Linked DNA regions of Anser cygnoides: all the other regions are linked to region 4. The links are chromatin contacts, called in public Hi-C maps. All regions are on one chromosome and are shown on one strand. The core of a region is the stretch at or near the end of the contact, and the rest is flanking DNA. Distances in the headings are between cores, read along the strand shown.

Region 1 (2,700 bases), core at 191-2,690, 100 kb after region 4:
AGACTTGTGGTCTTCTGTGTTTTCAGCAATGTCTTTGCAACACTAAATACCCGGTGGGTACGTTAGCATGTGTGCTTCAGGAAAAGTCACAACAGCCCTTTTCTCCTCCTCATGTAGTGCTTTACCAAAATCCAGACTGAGAAATAAAGCGCCCCATCCATGCGCTGCCGCTTCAGTCAGTCCAAGAGTGCACGAAACATGGCTTTTGAAGCCACATTTCCCCGTCCTTTCTCAGGCTACTCCTCCTCTAGAGACACAAAGCAGAATCTGTCTCATCCCCTCTGCAGAAGCTGAGATCAAACGGCAGCTTTACCACATCACAAGTTACAATTAAGGCTACTCCTGGCAAAAGATGATTCCCTCGCCAAATGCTAAAGCTCTCCTGGCATTTCTCTTCCTATTGTCTGTATCCAGCCCTGTATTTATGAGATTAGCCTCAAATTAGGACAGTTTCCTCATTCTTCCTTCACTCTTACTGCAGCCTGGTTCCTGGGAACTTGATCCTATCTTCCACAGAGGTTACTCCCTGATGATAGGAAACATCTCGTGTATGTAGGCAGGAAGCACCAACAGAGGATTACAACGAGGGCTCTCTCCTAATCCTCATTACGACATATCTCCACGGATCAGGAACCTCAGTGGGCCCATTTGAGCAACAGGAACATTAGGGACCCGTCTCACTCCTGCGCTCCTACACGGCGTCTCGGCCCCCTGTGGCATGGCTTAAAGCAGCACACGGGGCTGCGAGGGCACGACAAGCTGCCCCGACCCTTCCAGCTACTTCCACGGCACCCACCTCTCAGCCAGAAGCATGGCACTTACGTGACGGGAGAGGGCAGATCAAACAAAGCAAGTGCTTTTGGAACTGGTGCCTTGCCCCAGCATCACTCAGAGGAGACGAGAGGCAGGTTTAGTGACCACGGTGATGGCTTTCCGTCACCTAAACCGTCCATTTCAGCAGCTGATGCTGATAAAGAACAAGACGCTCAGTGTGTCTGCTGAAGAACAGCCCCTCTCCCTGCTTTGGGTGTGCTACAGGTCATCGCCCACCTACTGCGGTATCCCTTTGAGAACAGAGGTACAATAACCTCAGGAGTTTTCTCCTCCAGCCACGCACTTCAGCATCTTTCTTCTCCAAACAGAGAGACAGAAGAGGAGGAACAGCATCGCCAACCTCCATAAAACCTCCTCACACACACGCAGTCACAGCGGGCTAGGCATTGGTTATTACAGGACAGTATCTTCTTGGAAGAGCAGAGGAACCAGAGCCACTAAGCCTAGCTGGATCAAGCTACATCGTGCCTCATCTCCAGCAGCAGCTGACAGCAGCATCTAAGGAAGAATGTAAGAACAGGGTGAGAGCGTAGCCATGTTTCATTACAAATGCTTTCCCAGGATCCAGCTATTTGCAGCTCCAGGACCTTCTCAACCAGAGACTGTGTAGTGGCATTTAACAGCCCTCAGAGGATTTTCCTTGCATTAGTTTCTCCAGTCTCCCCCAAACCTGCATAAACTTTGTTCCCCACAGATCTACACAGTGCATTTAAACTGTTTGTGATTTTTTTTCCTAGGAGCTGATTGTGGTTTTTTTGTTTTGTTTTAAACAAAAACAAACACTACTCAGCACCAAGCCTTGTTCCTCTAGCCCAGTTCATTGAACTTCTGAGCTCTGTCACCCACATGACACTATCCTGTTTTGAGCCCCCTGCACTGAATTACGATGAATTACCGATTACAATGGCTCCCTCTCCCTCCTGGATTGCTTTGCTTTTCTCAGCGTCTTATTGCACAACCCCACTACTCTCAATTACAAGGACTTTCTACAGCTATTCACCAGAGCTTTTGTTTTTTGCTGCTCTGAATAGCAAGCAGCAGACTTCATCTGCCACTTACTCCTATTTATCATTAACAGACCCATTCAGCAGCTCCGACCTTTGGCAGCCCCTTGTCACAGTTGACTAATGTCAATTCCCTATCGGGAAAGCTGGCCCTTCACCTTTCGATCTTCATTTCCCATCTTTCAGCTTATTATTTACCCATTAGAGACCGCCATGAGATATCTCAAAACCCTGAGAGCACAAAAGGACCTCCAGCTCCCCAGCGTCCTGCCACCCATGGAGAGTTTTCCTACCTGCTCTCTCGCTCAACTCCTTGGCTTGCTGGCCTCAACAACCTCCCTCAAGAAGGGTCCCAGCCGTGGGCGCCTGTGCCACCGAGGGAAGCACAGCTTCACCCCAGGCACCGCGCCATCGTAGCATTTAGCACAGCCTGACACAACGTGAAGGCAGCAGCCAGGCACCACCAAGACTGCTCTCCTCAGGCTCAGCACCCTCGATTCTGTTGAAGCCAAGCTACGCCACACCACTCCAAGAAAATACTGGAGCTCACTTGTTTTTTCCAGAGCCTGAACAGGTTCCCACAGAAGCCCTACCAGGACTTCCTCCAGCAACACCTGGGCTTGGAGCAGCCCAAGAGTCAACGGTCATTACCCAGCAACCCAGCTCACTCCCAAACCCTAGAATATATCGGGAGAGAAAAAACCGTTCCTCTCCCTAACATCCTTTTGCTGGACTCTAGTCCTTAATACAACAAAGACGAGCAGAGCGCAGCCTTTTCCCCCAGAGACAATTTGCCATCCTGCCACCCACAACCCACCCCATTGTCCCTGTGGAGTTCAGTCGTCGCTTCCCAGACACACCA
Region 2 (2,780 bases), core at 160-2,659, 120 kb after region 4:
TCTGGGGGCTCGTCCCCAAATACCTGCCTATCTCCCTGCCTCCCCAGGCCCATACCAGGGGCTCCCCCGGCTCCCATAAAAGGGTCTATTAAGGAGCAGCAGCGTTTTTAAAGGGCTGCAAGTGGCAGCTTTCGCACCCCTCCCCCGCAGGGCCGCCTCGCCTCCGCTGCTATTCCTGCCCCAACGCCGCCACCCAGCGACCGCACCGGCAGCCCGGGAAGGGGCCGGCAGCCCGGCTGCGGGCTCCGCTCAGCCCCACACGGAGGCCCGCCGGGATGTTCCGAAACGGTCCCCAGATACCCCAAAACCGCAGGAAAGGGCATGTGCGGGGGGGGGGGGGGATACGCAGGGTCCCCCCCCCCCCGGCTCCTGCATCGTCCTACGGGGGAGGTGGGGGGGGGCAGCCCCCTCCCAGACAGGCTGCTGTTTCCAAGGAAAGTGAATGGGGGGTGCGGGCGGCTTTTTTTGGGGAAGGGAAATACAAGGGACGGAGGCCCTTTCTGAAGGGGAGAGGCGTGGGGCGCCGCGGGGGCTGCAGCGACCCAGCCGGGGGCTGCTGGGGTCGGGGCAGGGGAGGCTGCGGGGAACGCAGGGGGCTGCCCCCGCCGGGCACGAAGGCTGCCGCCGCTGCCGGGGGGGGAGAAGGCAGCGGGGCGCTGGCAGCCTCCCACCATTTTGTTCCGGGGATTAAAGCCGGGGGGGATCGCTGCACCCGGCGGCGCGGGGGGGGGGTGCGGGAGCAGGGCCGGCCGGGGCTCCGGGGCGGGGGGCAGCTCACCTTTCAGGTAATAGGCTTTGCAGCCGTCGTCGCGCAGCTTCTGGAGCAGCAGCCCCAGCACGGAGGTGGCGGCGCCGCCGTCCTGCCAGTCGGCGGTGGCCTCGTCGTAGAGCAGCACGGTGTCGGCCTTGCAGCGCTTGACGAAGCGCTCCTTGTCCTCGTGGTTGGGGATGATGGAGCGGATGGGCAGGTTGCCCTTCTTCAGGCGGCGCAGCATCAGCCCGGGGATGGCCAGGTTGATGGCGGTCTCGATGTGCGAGCTCTCGAACAGCTCGTGGGGGCGGCAGTCGAGCAGCAGCAGCGACCGGCCGCCTCCCGACTCCAGCTCCTCCTGCAGCCACTCCGCGCTCTTGCACGGCATCGCCGCAGCCATGGGCGCCCGCGGGGAGCTCCCCCAGACCTGCGTTTTCATGGGGCTCGGCGGCGGCGGCGGGCGGGCGGGCGGCCAGCGAGCGAGCGAGGGCCCGGCCCCCAGCGGCCACCCCCGCCGCGGCTCCCTGGGCTGGACTGGGCTGGGCTGGGCTGGGCTGGGCTCGGCCCGGCCGTGCGCTGCGCGCTGCCTGCGGCCCGGAGCACGGCGGCCCCGCTCTGCCCTAGGCGGCGCGCCCCATCCCGGCGGCCTCCCTTAAAGCGGGGCTCTCCGCCGGCCCGCCGGGTCGTGCCGCGGGGGCGGGCCGGGGGGCGGGCCGGGGGGGGCCGGGGGCGCGGCACAGCTCGGCGCGCCCCGCCCCGCCATGGCGCGCCCGACAGGCCGCGCCCCCTCCCGCGCCGCCACGCCCCCGCCGTCCGCCGGAGCCAATGAGGGCGCGGCGGGAGGGAGGCGGGCGGCCGTATATGGGCAGGGGCGGGGCCGCCGAGCGCGGGAAGGGGCGCGGGGTCCCGCGGGCCTCGGCGGCGGGACCCAGGCCCGGGGAGGCGGCGGCGGGTCCAGGCCCCCCCCCCGGGAATCCTCCAGGCCTGCGCTCCCCAAATCCCCGCGGGCATCAGCCGCTCCCAGCCCAAGACGGACGAGCCGTGCCTTCGTGGCAACAGCTTCTTCTCACTGTAGCCCCTCGCTCTACGCCCTCCCTGAAAATACTGCCACAGAGGGTAAAGGGCCTGGGTCTGCCCCAGCAGCAGACTCCCAGGCTCAGGGACCCGGCTGGGTGTCTGCGGGGTTTTTCCCAGCCGGCTGAAAGTCAAGGCCCGGGATGTGTCTTGTGTAACGGGAAAGATGTCGTTCTGTAACACCCCCCTTCCCTGCACACGCGCACACAAACACACGTACGCAGTCTGAGTTGTAACAGGCTTTAAAGCTGCTGTTCGAATGATGCTGTGTGCCTAGGCAAAAAAATACATGCTGGATTGTATAAAGCACGCAGCCCCAGCCTGTCTCCTTTTAGCCTGGTCGTTAAGCATAACCCTAATGGGAATGCAGAACCAGCGCAGCACTTGGGAACATGCTGAACTTCGAGCACGTCGAGCATCCCGTTACAAAACCCTGTGCTTTCAGCAGGACCGTGCTCAGAGCCGTTCGTGGATTTCATTGCTATCAGCAAAATAAACGTCTGCTTCTACATTGCTTCTCTGTGACTCAAGTGTGTGCCTGAGAAAGCGGAACAGCTGAAGCTGTCCACTTCCCCTTGCCCAGTTTATTTTTACTGCTGGTTGCTGTGGGAAGCTATTGTGATTCAGCGTTGCAGTAGGAAGTTACTAACGCCACTCTTGCAGCAAAGGATGTTGAGGTTCTTATGCAAGCCACTGTGAAAATAGCTGACCTTTCAGAACATTTCTCAAAGTACCTTCGATTCCTAAGTGGAACAGCAGTGGGCTGTGCAAAGAAGGCACATCTGGGTCTAAAGCCCTTGGTGTACTGAGCATGCTCAGCCTACTGGGGGTACGCTCAGTGCCAGGAATTTTAGGGGGGCTCCTGGGCTCCCCTTTGGGAGGCAGCAGTAACCGCTGTGAGCAGGGATGCGCTTCACCTCCGTCCTGTGGTCACGTTAGCGAACACGTAAACCTC
Region 3 (3,000 bases), core at 389-2,888, 87 kb before region 4:
CAGGTATTTGGCTGGGACGGCTGTTACTGAGCCACTGCGTGGCTAAAACAAGTGAACAAACATAAAATAACGCTTTAAGCTCCAGCCAGCATCAGCTACCTCAGGAGCCTTCATTTCCTTCTGTAGTAAGTAAAGAATGGCAGCTTAGAGGTTTTCATTGACAGATTACTGCTGCTAACACAGATTTCTGTTTACCTGTCCATGTCAAGAGGGCAGCTTTTGCCCTAGAACAGGACCCTGCTACGCTAACGCAGCTGGCCTGGTCCCCAGGCTGGGGCTGGGGTGTCCGGCGGGGCTCAGAGCAGAATAAACCTGACCCCAACAAAGCACCTTCCTGAAGTTGTGGGGAATTGCAGCCAAGTAACGCACGGGCATCACCTGCGGCAGGAGGCCACTAGCAATCTGTTCCTGGCTGTATACAGCTCCGTTAATGGATTATTTTGGAAAATCCCACTGCTACGGAGCATCAAGAGGTGTGTCTGGTAGTGTATGAATGGCAGGAGGGTCAAACACCAGCAACAACTCCGATATACCGCCCCGTACAGAGGGCAATTCAGAGAAGCTTGTCTCAAGTCCTGCCCCTGGCTAACCACTGGGCCACGGCTTCAGAAACTAGAGTCAAGGCAATGGAAAAACCCCAAGTTCATCAAAACCCCAAAGCTTTGCTTAATAAATCACTGAAATCCTAGGACAAGACTCACATTTTGAGTCCTCTTTAAGACCACAGAAGATGGCCAGCTGGATTTTTGTTCACTTGTTTGTTCTTCCTTCTGGCAAATAATAGACGTTAAAATAGTTTTCTCTCGCCAACAAGTTGCTATTAACATCCATGGGCAAAACCTGCAATTTACTGGTAGCCTAATGCCATCTGGTAAAACAACAACAACAAACAACGAAACTAATAAATAGATTCCAAACGTAATAAATTGCCCTTCCAAGAGCACCCTGTGCATCCTGCAGCCAGCACCGCCTGGGTGCCACCACGGTCCCTCTGCATGGCTCCGTGGCCAAACGCAGCAGTGCCCCGGGCAGCTCGCCGAGCAGCACCCGCCGCCGCCTGCAGAGCAGCCCGGAGGGCCCAAGGGCTCAGCCTTGCTGCTGGGATGCTTCATGCACCCGGTCCTGCCTTTCACCACAAGGTCGGTGGGAGACGCTGCAAGGGAAGCTCCAACCCCCTCTCCGAGCTTTGCGCAGGAGGGGGGCGTGTTTAAATATTGAAGAGCTTAGCAACAAATGCTGGGTACACAGAGCAGGTAAATCATTTAACAACCTCTCTCTGTTTATTAGCCAAAGCAAATATTCACAGTGCGATGTGCCAGCAGCAGAAGGTGTGTTTTTCTGTTTGGACCAGGCAAGGGTTCTCTACTCAACTGTGGTATGATTTTATTTTCTTTTCCAATTGTGGAGAGAAAAAAAATTTATTACGCCTAACTGGTGCCCACTACCCCAAAGACAGAAGCAACCCCAAGCAAAGAACACGTTTGGATTTGCTGACACTTTCCTGCTCCCCCCCGGTTTGCACTTTGAGCAGGCGCCAGCCTCTGGGATGCTCCCAAACCCACACCTAACCTCTCAGAGCTCATCTTCTCCTGGACAGAAATACCTCCTGCTCCAGGGGCTTACTAGGTTGAACAGAACTTGTCCTTGTCAGTCTGCTGCTCAAGTGTGAAAATAATTATTCCTTTGGCACTTTATTCAGTTCCGTTCTGCTCCTTATCTTAAGCATTGGAGCTCATTAGCACAAAACACAGCATCTGAGAGGTATTAACACAACGCAAAATAACCACGTGCAGACAGAGGGTTTGAAACATGTGCGTAAAGCTCCATTTCCCAAAGTTTCAATGGACTATAAGGCCACGTAGGTCTGGAAACTCTGGGAAAAATCCTTCCGGTTTTGGTGTCCAAAATAGATCCACCCAAGCAATCCCAATGCAAGAGCTGTAACCACTACAGGTAGTTTTAAAAAGAGGAGGCCCTCCCCTCTCCTTATTTTGTGCTAGACATCTACATCCTGACACCAACACTTCTCTGCTATGAAGCATCAGATGCTTCAGCCCCAATGAAGGGGGAAACTTTGGACATTCCTTTCTCTGAAGCCTTCATCGTTGGCCAGCCTGGATGTCCCCACACGTGGACCATTGTGTATCCTATCCACATGCTTCACATATTGGAGGGCAAAGACAATTTTAGGGCTACAGCTTCCACCTTACAGTCCAGCTCCTTCCAGTTAAAAGTGCTGCAAAGCTGAGGTCTCTTGTGCCTTAAAAGAAATGTGTGCGCAGAAACAGACCAAAGATAGCAGGGACACCACAACCACCTTGTCCAGCGTGGCAGCTCGCCTTGTTTTCCAGCCGAAACACCTCAAGTGGCAGAAAGCCGTGGTGCCTCCTTCACACACTCAGACATCACACCTCTGAGGGTCCCAGCTCACTGCTGCGGCATTTCCTAGGAACCCCTGTGCTGCAGGAAACTCCAGCAACAGCTTCCCAACCTATTTCTACAAGAGTAGCAATGTTGGGACGGATCACAGGGTAAATCATGGGACCATGCCTCTTAACAATACATTGAAAACTTTTTCCATCAGCTACACCATACGGTTTCTGTGCGTCGGCCTACAGAAATCCTCTCACTTGCCCACCAATTGTCCAGCGTGTTTTGAGTGTGCAAGCAAAACTCCTGCTGACTCCTTGGCATCAACGGCTGCCCGTGTCCTTATGGGCTGGCTCACTGCTGCTAATCAGTTACCTAGTAAAAAGAAAGGGAGCTGCCTACGTGCTCGGAGGCTGGTGCACACGTAATTAGCTGTCCGACCTCAGTCGCTGTATACGAAGGTTAAACACAAGAGCGGATATGAACTTTGGACACTCATCAAAGATACACTTGTTAACACCAGAAATGTTTAGAAAGTAGATAAACATAACTCTGGGGAAGGCCAGAGAGAGGAGTCCTAAAATGCCTGTTCCCATAGAGCCCGCACCCGGAGGAGCAGTACCCAAAGGG
Region 4 (3,008 bases), core at 340-2,839:
AGAAAAAGGAAAAACTCCACGTCACCAGATTCATGATTGCCGGAGGCTTTCAGTGCTGCAGGTCTCAATTAGCAGCCACCCAGCCATTAGCAGAGATACCAGCCTGCTGTGCCTTCTGTACGAGGTGTGCATACTGCACTGTCAAAGCTTTGACTCACAGCTATTTATGGGATGGCAGATACACCCTGTGGGACAAATGTAAATGCCTCCCCTGGTCAAGCCTGTCTCAGACGCCATTCAGTGGGACTTCACAAGATTAGCCCTTCAGGCAGAGCTGAATTTTAGATATCCTTCTTTAATACTGCACTGAAATGGTCACCACCAATTCCTATCAGTGTCAGTAGAAGCTAATGCCAGGCCTCTGTGTGCAGCCCTGACTTTCTCTTTAAAGATTTATCAGGTTCACACCATAGCAGTGCTATCAGCTAGCTCTTAGAAACAGCCTTGGAGTGCACGGGCGTGAGCCTGCTCACAGATACCCACATTAAGCCAAGAACAGAACTTATTCCTTATTGCTAATAGGGGAAAGAGAACAAAAGTGAAAGTGCCATAAATAAATCAAAGGCCAATTGCTGCCCTTAGCTGTACATGAGATGGAAGGGATCATCTAGGACAGACAAGATAATCGAGTCTGAGGAAGCATGCCGAGGACAGGGCTGCGTGCTGCCCCTGCCTCTCACCCCACGGACACTGCCAGCAAGGCAAAGTCTGCTGCTCCTTGTGCAACCACACGGACTCTGGACCACACCACAGGCAAGTGCGGATGACGGCCGCCAGCCCGGACACATCCGAGACCCCCAGCTAGGGGAGCCCAGCGAGGCACCCGCCAGCAGGATAGGTGCAGCCGCACAGAGCTGGCACTGAGACAGCCAGCCACGAACCCTCTCCTTCGGCGGGTTTCTGAACAAGAGGGGACAACGCTGTGCCAGAAGCTCTGCTGACACAGGTAGGCAGAGCTCCACAGATACCGGTGCCTCTGCCAGTAGCTGACAGCTGAGGACTGGCTCTGAATCGCCTTAACCACATCGGCGCCTGCTACATTTCAAGTGGGAGCAAGATGGTTTGGGTTTTCTCAATGCACCTTTCAAGCCACGGTGAAGAGAAGCCAGGAGGGAAAGATGAATGCAATATTTACATAAAGCAATGAATGGGCTTACTAGAAAGGCTCTCCTAGTGCCAGTGTTTTTCCCTCAGTGAGGTTTCACTGCATTGCTGTATTCCCCTTTGGTTTGTCAGCCATCTTTCTCCTTTATTAGGAAGGAAACATTCACGCCCTGCAGCTCACTCAGATGGCAAGACTTGAAATATTGCATGCATGCTCCACACCGAAAAAACATACAGCCTCAAAACATTTTCTTTTAGGAAAACATCTCCAAAATGTAGTACTAGGAGGATCAGTTCAGGCCATGCTGCCACAACCCAGCCTTAACTTCATTCCCCCTGGCACAGCAGTACTTCTCCTTGCTTTCCTCCTTGAAGAATTACATCTCATGGAAACCTGGCCTTGCTCTTAGCTACTCCAAAACCTGAGCCAACGCGGTAGCAGGGCTGGCTTTAATACACCTTGACACTTTCACTAGTTAAGGGTTATAAGAGGCTATAACAATCTCAGGGCAATTCTTCTCCTAGTCCTGGCAACAGAAAATGAAGCAAGCTCTCCCAGCTGCAACAAGGGAATGGGAGCAGGGACAGCATTGAGACTTCAAGGGAAAGCTCCCACGAGTTTCTTATCATAGGACTATTTCCTTCCTCTTTGCATCAATTTTTCTTGCCAGGACTGAATGTTGTAGCTATGTCATAATGAAGAATTGGATCTATTACAGCACATGGGAAATCCATTTTCATAGAAATTCAGGTTTGCTGCAGGTGAAAGGAGTTGTGCAAAAGGAGCCTGTTAAAATGTAACCAGTCATCGGATGTACCAGTTAATCATCGACACGGAAGCTTGTCCCCTCTAATAATAATTTTCCATGGTTGCAGAATTAAAACTTAACTGGTCATTGGCTTCAGAAATGACCTTGTCTGACAGGGAAGAGAGAAGGGGAAACAACAGTAACACGACCTTCCAATGTAAATTCTGGACGAGGACAGGAGGGGAGAAAACCACTGCTGGTACATTCCAGCTGACTCGCGATTGACTTCAACCTGCCAGCAACCTCCTGCCTTCAGGGGCAGCAGGGTCGTGCCAACTTAAAAGGGTGAACTGAGCACTATATTTTCATGAAGACGCCTACCAACACGGTTTATCAGGCACATAGGAACACTCTGGGGAAGGCCCAGAAACATCACTGCATTTGGACCTGACTGTGCCAGCAGGGATGGATGCCTTTCCGCACAGCCACCCCAAGCACATGGGATGTTGCAGGGACAAGAGATGGAAACATCACAAAAGTATTTAAAAATCCAAAGCACAGATGAAAGAGAGTGACCAAACAGATACAAAGTGTGACAACCCCCCTCACAGCATCCAGGATCAGCAGGAAAAAATTAAGAGGTTAAAACACTCTTGTACTCACAGTGTTAACACAATTTTACCACGGAACCTGCTGCAACTCCAGCATCACATGTAGAACTATTTTAGCCTGCTACTGATGGGGCAGAAATGAACTTCTTCCAAACAGACAACGAAGCAAGCAAAAGACAAAGAAAAGAAAAATCACTAGACATGAAAATCTCTGCTTCCTATGACATCCAAGTCAGACTTCACCTGGTAGCCAGGTCTACTCAGGCAAGATGCTAGGGAGCCAGGGCTGGTCACACATGGGTCACCATCCACTTCTAGGGATGGAGTTGGGGGGAAATAATGCACAACCAGATTTTTTTACGGAAACTCAGTCACGCAGCAATGTAGAAAAGTGACTAGATGGACTGCCAAAACAGAAAAATCTGTTATCATCTGTTTTCTCTTTCAAAAAGCACCTTACTTAAGGCACTTCATTGACTGTGAGTAAAATCTAAGCTTATCTGACAATACAACTCACTCCAGCAGGTGATAAACCTACAAAGAA

Evidence for each region. A called contact is a pair of places that touch in the nucleus more often than the background predicts.
Region 1: a contact with region 4 is called in a Hi-C map of liver, with 4 times the contacts expected there. The contact joins two enhancer-like sites. A contact is called at or near these places in 3 of 7 Hi-C or Micro-C datasets (fetal liver and liver).
Region 2: a Hi-C map of liver shows a contact between it and region 4, with 2.7 times the contacts expected there. The contact joins the promoter of DUSP7 here to the enhancer-like site in region 4. A contact is called at or near these places in 4 of 7 Hi-C or Micro-C datasets (fetal liver and liver).
Region 3: a contact with region 4 is called in a Hi-C map of liver, with 7 times the contacts expected there. The contact joins two enhancer-like sites. A contact is called at or near these places in 3 of 7 Hi-C or Micro-C datasets (all in liver).

What each region holds. Positions count from the first base shown.
Region 1 is chr10:17,625,196-17,627,895 of Taihu_goose_T2T_genome, forward strand. No RefSeq gene overlaps it. Among named protein-coding and RNA genes, the nearest start is that of DUSP7, 17 kb to the right of the region's middle. Within about 2 kb of position 1,441, at least 2 of the 3 cell types and tissues checked have open chromatin away from gene starts, as enhancers often do. A contact at or near this core is called in liver, where this site is marked.
Region 2 is chr10:17,642,087-17,644,866 of Taihu_goose_T2T_genome, forward strand. DUSP7 (dual specificity phosphatase 7) reads right to left here and starts at 1,410. Exons shown (of 3, transcript XM_048074605.2): 1 at 779-1,410. The coding sequence starts at 1,190.
Region 3 is chr10:17,437,308-17,440,307 of Taihu_goose_T2T_genome, forward strand. No RefSeq gene overlaps it. Among named protein-coding and RNA genes, the nearest start is that of RPL29, 110 kb to the left of the region's middle. Within about 2 kb of position 1,639, at least 2 of the 3 cell types and tissues checked have open chromatin away from gene starts, as enhancers often do. A contact at or near this core is called in liver, where this site is marked.
Region 4 is chr10:17,524,427-17,527,434 of Taihu_goose_T2T_genome, forward strand. No RefSeq gene overlaps it. Among named protein-coding and RNA genes, the nearest start is that of DUSP7, 120 kb to the right of the region's middle. Within about 2 kb of position 1,590, at least 1 of the 3 cell types and tissues checked has open chromatin away from gene starts, as enhancers often do. A contact at or near this core is called in liver, where this site is marked.